2 separate regions of the Gasterosteus aculeatus genome follow, and region 2 is linked to region 1. The links are chromatin contacts, called in public Hi-C maps. All regions are on one chromosome and are shown on one strand. The core of a region is the stretch at or near the end of the contact, and the rest is flanking DNA. Distances in the headings are between cores, read along the strand shown.

Region 1 (4,381 bases), core at 17-2,516:
GAGCGAGAGAGGTGGGGGGAGGGCACACCAATAGGCACATTTAATTAATTTCCTCCACCGGTTTGACATTTTTCCCTCTCCAGAGTGCCACTACAGCAGCTCTAAGAAAGAAAAACAAAATCGAAGAAGTGCAAAGAAACTTTCATTCAGCCAATCGGATGCATCCATGACATCTGTGTGCGTGTGTATGTGTATTCCTGCGTGTGGTTTCTGGTATATAAAACTGGCCCAACTTTGACTTATACCATCCTAACGATCATACAAATGTCTTTTTGTATTTAAATAAGCACCCTAACCCGCCCCCGGGAGAAAAGTTTCACAGAAGCAAATATTTGTGGAAAGCGATGGTGGTTTGCCCGTCGTGAGTTATACAGTAGAAGGCCTTTAGGTACACAAGCCTTAAACTTCACGGCGAACAACTATTTCCATTGCAAAAAAAAGGAAAAAAGGAAATAAAACCTGAAGTGAAGACTTCTGGAAGCTCAAACCTATTCACTGAAGAAACTGCGCTCTCTGCGTTGTGTCATTGGCTTTTTATTTCATAAAAAAAAAAAAAGCTCTTGTTTTTGTCATTTTGTTATTTTTATATTTTTTTCATAATAAATGTCACTCTGCTTTGCTCCCCCCCCCCCCGCCGCCCACTACTGGGAAGCTTGCGATCAATTACTCTGGACAACTGGGACCGTGTGTGCCTCTCTCTGCACTGAAAAAAATATGTACAGCGCCGAGCCCCCTCCAGGCCCTTCCACTCACACCCAACCACCATCCCCACCCGAACACCGCCCACCTGCAGCTGGGGGAAACACAAAAAGAAAAAAACAATGACGGGAGGAGGGTAAAAAAAAAAAAAAAAGCCAAGGTCAGACATGTCACCGGCAACATGGGAAATATGGTTAAATGGGTTTTTTCTCTTTTTTCATCTCTCTGGGATCTAATACGCAACCCCCCCCCCCCCCCCCCACATGTCCAGAACCCACCTGGCAAGAAGAAAGAAATGATAAAATAAAAGACTATTAGCATAAGTATCAGATTAGCTCGTGCCCCCTTGCCTTCCTGCTCTGATCCCACTAAAGGCAGTTCAATCAAGTATCAACGTTCTTTAAAAAAAAATATTCTGAAGATTTCTATAGCGGCACACGCAGGGGCACCTCACAACCACCACTCAATTTTGTTCCCGACGCGCGACTCCTGGGCGTCCCCTCTATGCACAGAATGACCCTAGCTCCCTTCCTCCTCTGTCCTGGCCTCCTGCTCGTCTACAGGTCGCTCTCTCCGTACAGGGCGGTGGAGAAGGACATGTAGTCCAGGGCGCCAGGAACGGCGTCGGCCCCCACGTAAGGCGCCATGCGGGCGATGCAGTACTCCGCCTGGTCGGGGGGAAGCTCCCTCCTCAGCTCCTCAGCCGTGATGAAAGTCTGATGGAAACAGGGAGGATGAGCAAGGCTTACATCTTACCCATACACCTGTGTACAGTTGTTCTGCAAACACTTTTGATATGTTGCAAATGAAACTCTGATGAGAGCTGAAGTCCCCACTTCCATAGTGATACATCTATACTGACCTAAAGATAGTATCACTTTCTAATGATTCAAGTATTTCTATTACCTATGTGCTTAAACTTTCAACTGATATTGTCAAGTATTTGAATACTTCTTTTGCTACCGTCAATCAATTTATCAGCTGATTGTTATTTTGTGATAATCCTTTCTACTTCTGCAGATCCTCCACCACCGCATGTTCAATGAGACTCTCCGGCTTCTTCAGCAAATCACAACCAAAAATTAGATTTTTTACAAATATGAGCCTAATATTTCAGTCATTAGTCAATGCGTTTTATTTAAAAATAATAATCCTGTAAATACAAATGCCATACTGAATTCTTTGCAATGAACAATGGGAATACAATACACATAATTCTGCATTAAACACACACACACACACACACACACACACACACACACACACACACACACACCTTATCAGCGGCCAGGATCTTGAAGGAGGCGATGACCTGGTCCGCAGTGTCCGTGTCGGTCGTTTCCCTGGACATGAAGTCGATGAAGGCCTGGAAGGTCACGGCACCGCTGCCGTTGGGGTCCACTATGCTCATGATGCGAGCAAACTCGCTGTCTCCCTGGCAACCGAGAGAGCAATGGGTTAACCCAGGAAAGACGGCCCTTTGTACTCAAGACACACACACACACAGAACGTGACAGAGCGGAGTGTGTAAAAACATCAGGACCTCGAGGAAATATAGCAAGGCGGAGAAAAGGATTGACAGGTTGTGATTGTGGTCCTGATATTTTGTATCCCACCCTTCTGACACATGCATCACATGATCACTGGCTAAAACCAGACAAAAGGACGCAGACAAGAGGACGGCACGAAGACAAGCGATTTGTCTTCATGAAAATTGACGGTTGTCTTTCAGGTAGCAAGGAGAAAAGTGACAGACTTGACGGACTAAGAAGCGGATCTGGTGGGGGGGCGGGCAGGGTGTCTGCAGGTGTGAACTCAGATTTAAGACATTACACCAAAGTATACTTTCAAAAGTAACAAAAAACATGAATATTGTTTTCCATTAATATATGCAAAACTTTTCTACAAAACCCCTTTTTGTTATTCAGCCCCCAAAAAAGAAAGCTTCCCAAACAGAAATGCAGCTTTAATGTCAATTATTAACCCCTTGTTTGTGTGGGAGAGCTTTAAAATGTCACAAAAAACATACGGTCTCATGCTTGTACAGGACCTCAACAAAGGGGTCAAATTCTCACTGGAAGATTAGCATGACGGGAGACATTCCTTTAAGTTTTTTGAATGGGGACACTGTTGGACCTGCGGACACCCTGTGAGAGCACCACGCCAGCAGCAGCAGCAGCAGCAGCAGCAGTACCAGGCTGTTTCCGGTCGAAATGAGTAGAGCCCGGAAGTCCTCCGAGACCATCTGTCCCGATCGCTTCTGTGGGCCGCAGCAGAGCCAAGGCCAAAGGAAGGGGGGGGGGGGGGGGGGGGGGGGGGTCAAAGAAGTTTGAGAGGAAGGAGGAGGAGTGACAGAGTGAAAGAGGAGTGATGGACAGATATAGAGTTAACAAAATGTAGAGAAATGTTTGGGGCAGGGAGGTGAAAGAAGGATAAAACAGAGCACAAACGGTTAACAGCCAAAGTAAAACCCGACAGAGACAGACGGGCAGAGAGACAGACAGCCAGGCAGACAGATGAGGCGTCTGCTCAGAGAGTGAGAGGGAGCCTGGTTTCCAGAGCCGCAGTGCCACTCGGTGGACATACAGGGACGCGAGATTATCTCTGCCCTCCATGCTGATGCAGAGTTGGTGGGGAACCTCAGAGCAGGAGAGCCGGATGGTTACAGACATCACTTTTTACCTGAGATGGACCAATCCAGATGTGTATAGAATTCAGATGTCTTTGGTGTGAGGGACTATGACTCACTGTCATTCTTTTTTTTTTTTTTAAGTTTAAAGTCCTTTAACCATTTGCTGGGTTTGTTCTTAAATCGGCCGTCTATTAAAAGCAAAATAAAATAACGTTATTCTGCAATCTTGGGAATGATTATGAACCAAAGTGGAATAATCGTGGCTAAATAACTCAAAAATGTAGTGCATTCCTGTGCAGATGTGGGATCCGACCTATGATCTCCACTCTGCTCTGCTCTCCTGCTCGGAGACCCAACAAACTGCGACTGGCGCCGAACGTCTCCTACCTGCTTGTCGTTTTCCACGTCGTAGCCAAGACTGATCAAGCAGGCCTTGAACTCCTCGGCCATCAGCGCGCCGCTGTGGTCCTGAGATCGGCCAAACAGCCAACGACACGAGCGACGCGTCAAAACGCAATACGGGGACGGGTGGCGATCGGGAGGTCCACACGGCATGCAGGGGGGGGGGTGAGGATGGAGGTGGACAGACAAGACATTCACAGACATTTAGACTATGTCAGTGCACTCACAAACACACACAACCTTAACAGGAGGCCATGGAGTCATCTGGAGTTATTCAGGAAGTTTGTTCAAGTAAACACTAAAAATGAAGAGCGATTGATGACGATGACCTCGTGCTCAAGATGTTCCTTGTGCCGAGAAACACTGGTGTGATGGTCGAGGACAGCAACATGAATCAGTGACACACACACACACACACACACAGGTGTGAGATGATGAACGACAGTGGTTTGATACACACAAGGTTGGCGACGTTGGGAAGTTTACATCCAATGAAGCAAGTGTATCATCATGCTAAACTACAAATTACACTTTAAGGGGATATGTGTTGTTCGAGGTATTTCTCCATAGTCAGTACAGTAGATTGAGTGAGGAGAAACAGTAGAACCAGCACAGGAGCAGAGCAACGTACTATTGTGGACGTATTTT
Region 2 (4,557 bases), core at 1,115-3,614, 36 kb after region 1:
CGCAATAACTGGCACAGCGTGTGTGAATGCGCCGCAGGAATTTGCCCTTGGTTCCCCCCGCAGCTCAAGCTCGACAGGAGGAGGAGGGACATGTCCCCGGCCTGTGCAACCAAGTGCAGGTTGAGGAGTGGACATCAGCCCAGGTTTACACAAGCAGCCTCGCTGTTAATGATCGGCAGATTAGGCTTTTTTTCGTTCCTTCTTGAGGAAACTTTGACCCGTGCGGCGTGTAGAACAAACACGCAGCGGGTCCTCACGGGCCGTCCAAACGCCACGAGGGGAAAGGCGAAAGGCCCCTGAGGCTGTGGAGACTCATCCGGGGCCTTAAAAAGCAGAGTGGCCTTGTAGAAACGTTGAGTCAACGAGTAAAAGTATGCCAGCCATCAGACTTGCGAGTGAGTAAGACGGGGGCGGTTATCACAAAAAACACACCCCACTCAAAGCGTTCCACTCGGTCGGGCAGTGGCGCTTCAGCCTCTCCACTCCCTTACGGGAGGAGGTTATGTGTCCTGCGTCGTCATGTCCACGTTGAATGCGCTTAGACAGGTTTTTTTTGATGTAGGATTATTTGGTACAGCTGGGGGAAGGAAGGGGGGCTCGGTTTTAAAACAAGGTCACCTTTGTCAAGCGATTATCAGGAGGAGGAACATTATAGCAGAATCTGTTTAAAAATAATAGATGTCGAGGAAGAGCGAGAGGATGAGAAGTTGGCCAGATAGCCGATGAAGGTGGGGGTGGCAGTGGAGGAGTAGGTGCTGCTGGTTTTAGACAAGTAGAAATAGCACAGTGCACATGCAGACTGGTTGGAGGGGTGTAAAGAGGAGCAGCACTGTAAAGGATTGGCGTAGCGTCGGGCCTAAAGAATCGGTGAACACAGAGCCAAACGTTGCTCATGGTACAGGCTGTTTTTTTTAGGTTAGGGTTTGTGCAGAACATTAACTAGAGCTAAAAGAAATCTGCAGCGTAGTGAGTGGGCGTTTAGTTGTGTGCAGTGAAACCAGTGGGGCTCCGGAATTGCATGTACCAAGACAATACACATTACACATATTGCGTACATCTCCCATTATATGAATACAACACGTCTGTGTGAACTTGAAGCCAAGGCAGACCATGTCCGGGCTTCGAATATTAGGAAAGAAAAAAATGTTAAAAGCGTTGCTACATACATGTGCCTGTTCCCAAATAATTGTCATACGTGTGCATATCTGCATGTGTGCTCGACATAGCTCATCATTGCGCCGAGTTTAAACCACTTTGCTCATGGCAGGACAGCCAGATGGACAATGTCTCATATCAATTTAAATGTTCCAGACTAATTTATTCTTGAAAGACGAAGAAGAAGGGGGGAAAGCATCAATCCCACAAAAATATCTAGTAACACCTTGAGGAATGTCGCCATCAGGTGAACGAAGCAAACCTGCGGAGAGAGAAATCAGCAAGTCCCCGGAGGCAACGGGGACACGGTTGACGCGGCCTCGGAGAGACTGGTGTCGCGGACTGGTTCGGTCTAATCCAGAGGACACAATATCTCGCGCTATTTTAAGCCCCGCATGTCAATCACTCTTCAGATTTGTGTTTCGTCGGCATCGATGTGGCGCCGTGTTTCCGCTCGCGCGGAGGAGCGCGGGTCATGTTTCAGACTTCGCTCAGCACACACGAGACAAATATTACTTCTCATCTACGGTGGGTCGGGTTGAGGGGGTTTAATGGGGTAAACGAAGTAGCTGGACGCGGAGTAGACGAGCAGGTATTAAAAGCGCGGTATTGTAAGCGGAGCGCCGGGGTTTGCGGAGCGAAAAGCCGAGGCCCGCTGTCGGTCTCTGACCTCCACTCCGCGTCCCATCCCTCCCCTGCCATTTTCTTTCCGCCCGCCGCCTCCTTCTCCGCCCGGCTCGGCTCGACTCGGCCCAGCTGGGCCCGGCTCTCGGTTCGCTTACCTTCCGCTGCTGTTTCTCCCAGGCCGGGTCCAGCAGGAGGTCCCGGTCCCAGTCGTTCTCTTGCTCCATGTGTCCGGAGGAAGATTGGTTATTAGAAGCGTGATAATCTACCATGTCAGCTCAGCCAAACCCGAGTGCGCCACAGAGAGACCGACTATTCGTAAGAAAAGATGTCAGATATTAAACATGAAATTGGGCGAAAAAAAGAAACAACGGTCTGAACCGAAATAACGTGGAGGGATACACGGCCTAGGGACGTGTCCGTCTTTCTCTCGCCGCTTTCAGTCGTGAGTGAATGTCTTTTTTTTCAATGTAATGCACATCCGGCGTGTGCAGTGAGAAAATCTCCGCTGCCGCTGTGAGGAGAAAAGGCTTTCTCTCTGCTGGGAGGAACCGGCCGCTCCTACGGACTGCAAAGGGGCGCTTCCGGTGAACCTTTCAAAGTAATCACTCTAAGATCTTTTGTTGCTTGGCTTACTTTCTCCCATAATTCAATGCGGCTTCCTTATTTTTTTATCTCAAACAAATGTCATGTCGTTTTTTCGAAAGGACTTTCTCTAAAAACGGCCCAGCTCTAGATATTGTACACATTTGTTTGGTATGTTTTCCAATTTTTGTATTTCGTTCTATTTTCTTTTTTTACAGAAAGGACATATATTTCGTACATTGTTAAAATATCCCTTGTATACATTTTTCATAATAAAGTTGATGTGATGTTTCCAACTTGTGTTATGAATTTGCAAAAGTACAATTGTTTGTAAATCCTCTCGCGAAATGGTCATGTTTTATTTTGAAGGGATAATCGCAGATATCTCCTTGGGGAACTGTGTTCATGTTTAAATTGACACACCATCGTCATAAACAGCTCATGCATATTCATGTTATATTTGAACGTGAGCTTCTGCACCAATGAAGTATTTTTTTAGAATTGATCGGAATTCGACTGCATATGTTGAACATTTACACACGTGTACTCTAAGTATATGTAAAACATATAACATGTTCAAGTGTATTTAAATATGGAGTATGAAGGGATGTGGGAATAGAAAAAATGGATGTCAGAGTCTGTTGATGAGCCGACTGCCGGTGGGAAGAAACTGTTTGTGTGGAGGGAGGTCTTGGTCCTGATGAACCTCAGTATCCTGCCAGATAGAAGACACAAACTGTTTTTGTCCGGGGTGAGAGGGGTCGGCTACAATCTTTCTTGCTCGCTTTAGGCTCCATGAAGCGAACAAGTCCTGGAGTGACGGCAGATTGCAGCCGATCACCCTCTCTGCAGAGCGGATGACGCGCTGCAGCCTGCCCTTGTCCTTGGCTGTGGCTGCAGCGTACCAGGCGGTGATGGAGGAGCAGAGGATGGACTCGATGATGGCCCTGTAGAAGTGCTCATTGTTTTTGGCCGGTTGAATTTCTTCTGAATTTCTGCCTCAAGAAGAACAACCTCTGCTGGGCCTTGGGGTTAGGGTTAGGGTTAGCTTGGTGATGGAGCTGATGTTCAGCTCCCACTTGACGTCCTGGGTAATGATGGAGCCCAGGAAACAGAAGGACTCCCCAGCATTGACCAGTGGAGCTGGATTCTTTCTGAAATTCAAAACCACCTCCACTGTCTTCAGAGCGTTGAGCTCTACGTTGTTTTGGCTGCACCATGTCACCAGTTGGTTCATCTCTGTAAGGAGAATATAGGTATTAGTTTTAAATCAGGACAGAATGATCGGTTTGCAGTGGGTTACTCATGCTGCCTGATAGAAATAAGCAAAACATATTTTTAAAAAGGCACTAGCAAACCGACATTACCTTTACGCACATCCTTACGAGGTCCCTTGATCAACTCCTATCAACTAGACAGACATCCTAAGGGAACTTAACCATGTTTTTATCACGGTAAGGACATCCAAGAGGGTCCTTCGTCATGTGTTCTCCACTGGAATGGCTCTCATTTATTCACCGGTGCATCCAGGAGGATACTTTAGTTGCTGCCGATTTCCTGCTTGGGACTTTTTTGACCGTCACCAGATGATGCAGGGCCAGAAGACTCTTTGTTTTATGAATTTTCATTGATTACTGTTACTTTTGTTATTCTTGTTCAATACAAAATATCGTTCAGTCTCTCAGCCTCCGCTGATGAAAATAGTGAAAACCAGCTGAAAAGGAGAGATTGATTTTGAATGGGTGAACCAGGTCAGGTTCCAAACCGTTTGAGAGCCACTGACCCAGAGAACTGAAGCCCGATCCGCAGTGTCATTCAGGCTCGGGCTGATTTGGAGGGTGACTATTGCCCCCCCGCCTGCAGGAGCCACCTACAGAAGTAGGTCATGCTCAGGCTGTCCGGGCCCATTAGCATCACCGCGGTCCAGAGCGGCATATAAACTGCAGCAGGTCCACGCCTCGGCTCCGATGTGATCATGTGATCCCGTACAGTGCAGCGCTGCCACCAGGAGCTCTGTGATTGGTCGGTGGTCTCATTGGCGGGAAGGAGACACTTTTGATGAACTTAACTAAGAAAAGTACAGTTCCAAATGTAGCCGGTGGTGTTTACATTGAAGCTGATGATATGAATACAGAGGCACAAAGACTCAGTCATGTATTTTGTGTGTGTGCGTAAGCAGCATGTCACATTCCA

Evidence for each region. A called contact is a pair of places that touch in the nucleus more often than the background predicts.
Region 2: a Hi-C map of blood and trunk muscle shows a contact between it and region 1, with 2.4 times the contacts expected there. The contact joins the promoter of LOC120816049 here to the enhancer-like site in region 1. A contact is called at or near these places in 6 of 6 Hi-C or Micro-C datasets (blood and trunk muscle, liver, skeletal muscle and 2 more).

The regions. Positions count from the first base shown.
Region 1 is chr1:17,974,080-17,978,460 of fGasAcu3.hap1.1, forward strand. It overlaps LOC120816049 (alpha-actinin-4), which reads right to left. Exons shown (of 22, transcript XM_040171349.2): 20 at 2,894-2,959; 21 at 1,976-2,134; 22 at 1-1,415. The coding sequence ends at 1,257. Among protein-coding and RNA genes, the nearest start is that of LOC120826697, 9.0 kb to the left of the region's middle. Within about 2 kb of position 1,267, at least 1 of the 9 cell types and tissues checked has open chromatin away from gene starts, as enhancers often do.
Region 2 is chr1:18,009,168-18,013,724 of fGasAcu3.hap1.1, forward strand. LOC120816049 (alpha-actinin-4) reads right to left here and starts at 2,365. Exons shown (of 22, transcript XM_040171349.2): 1 at 1,938-2,365. The coding sequence starts at 2,051.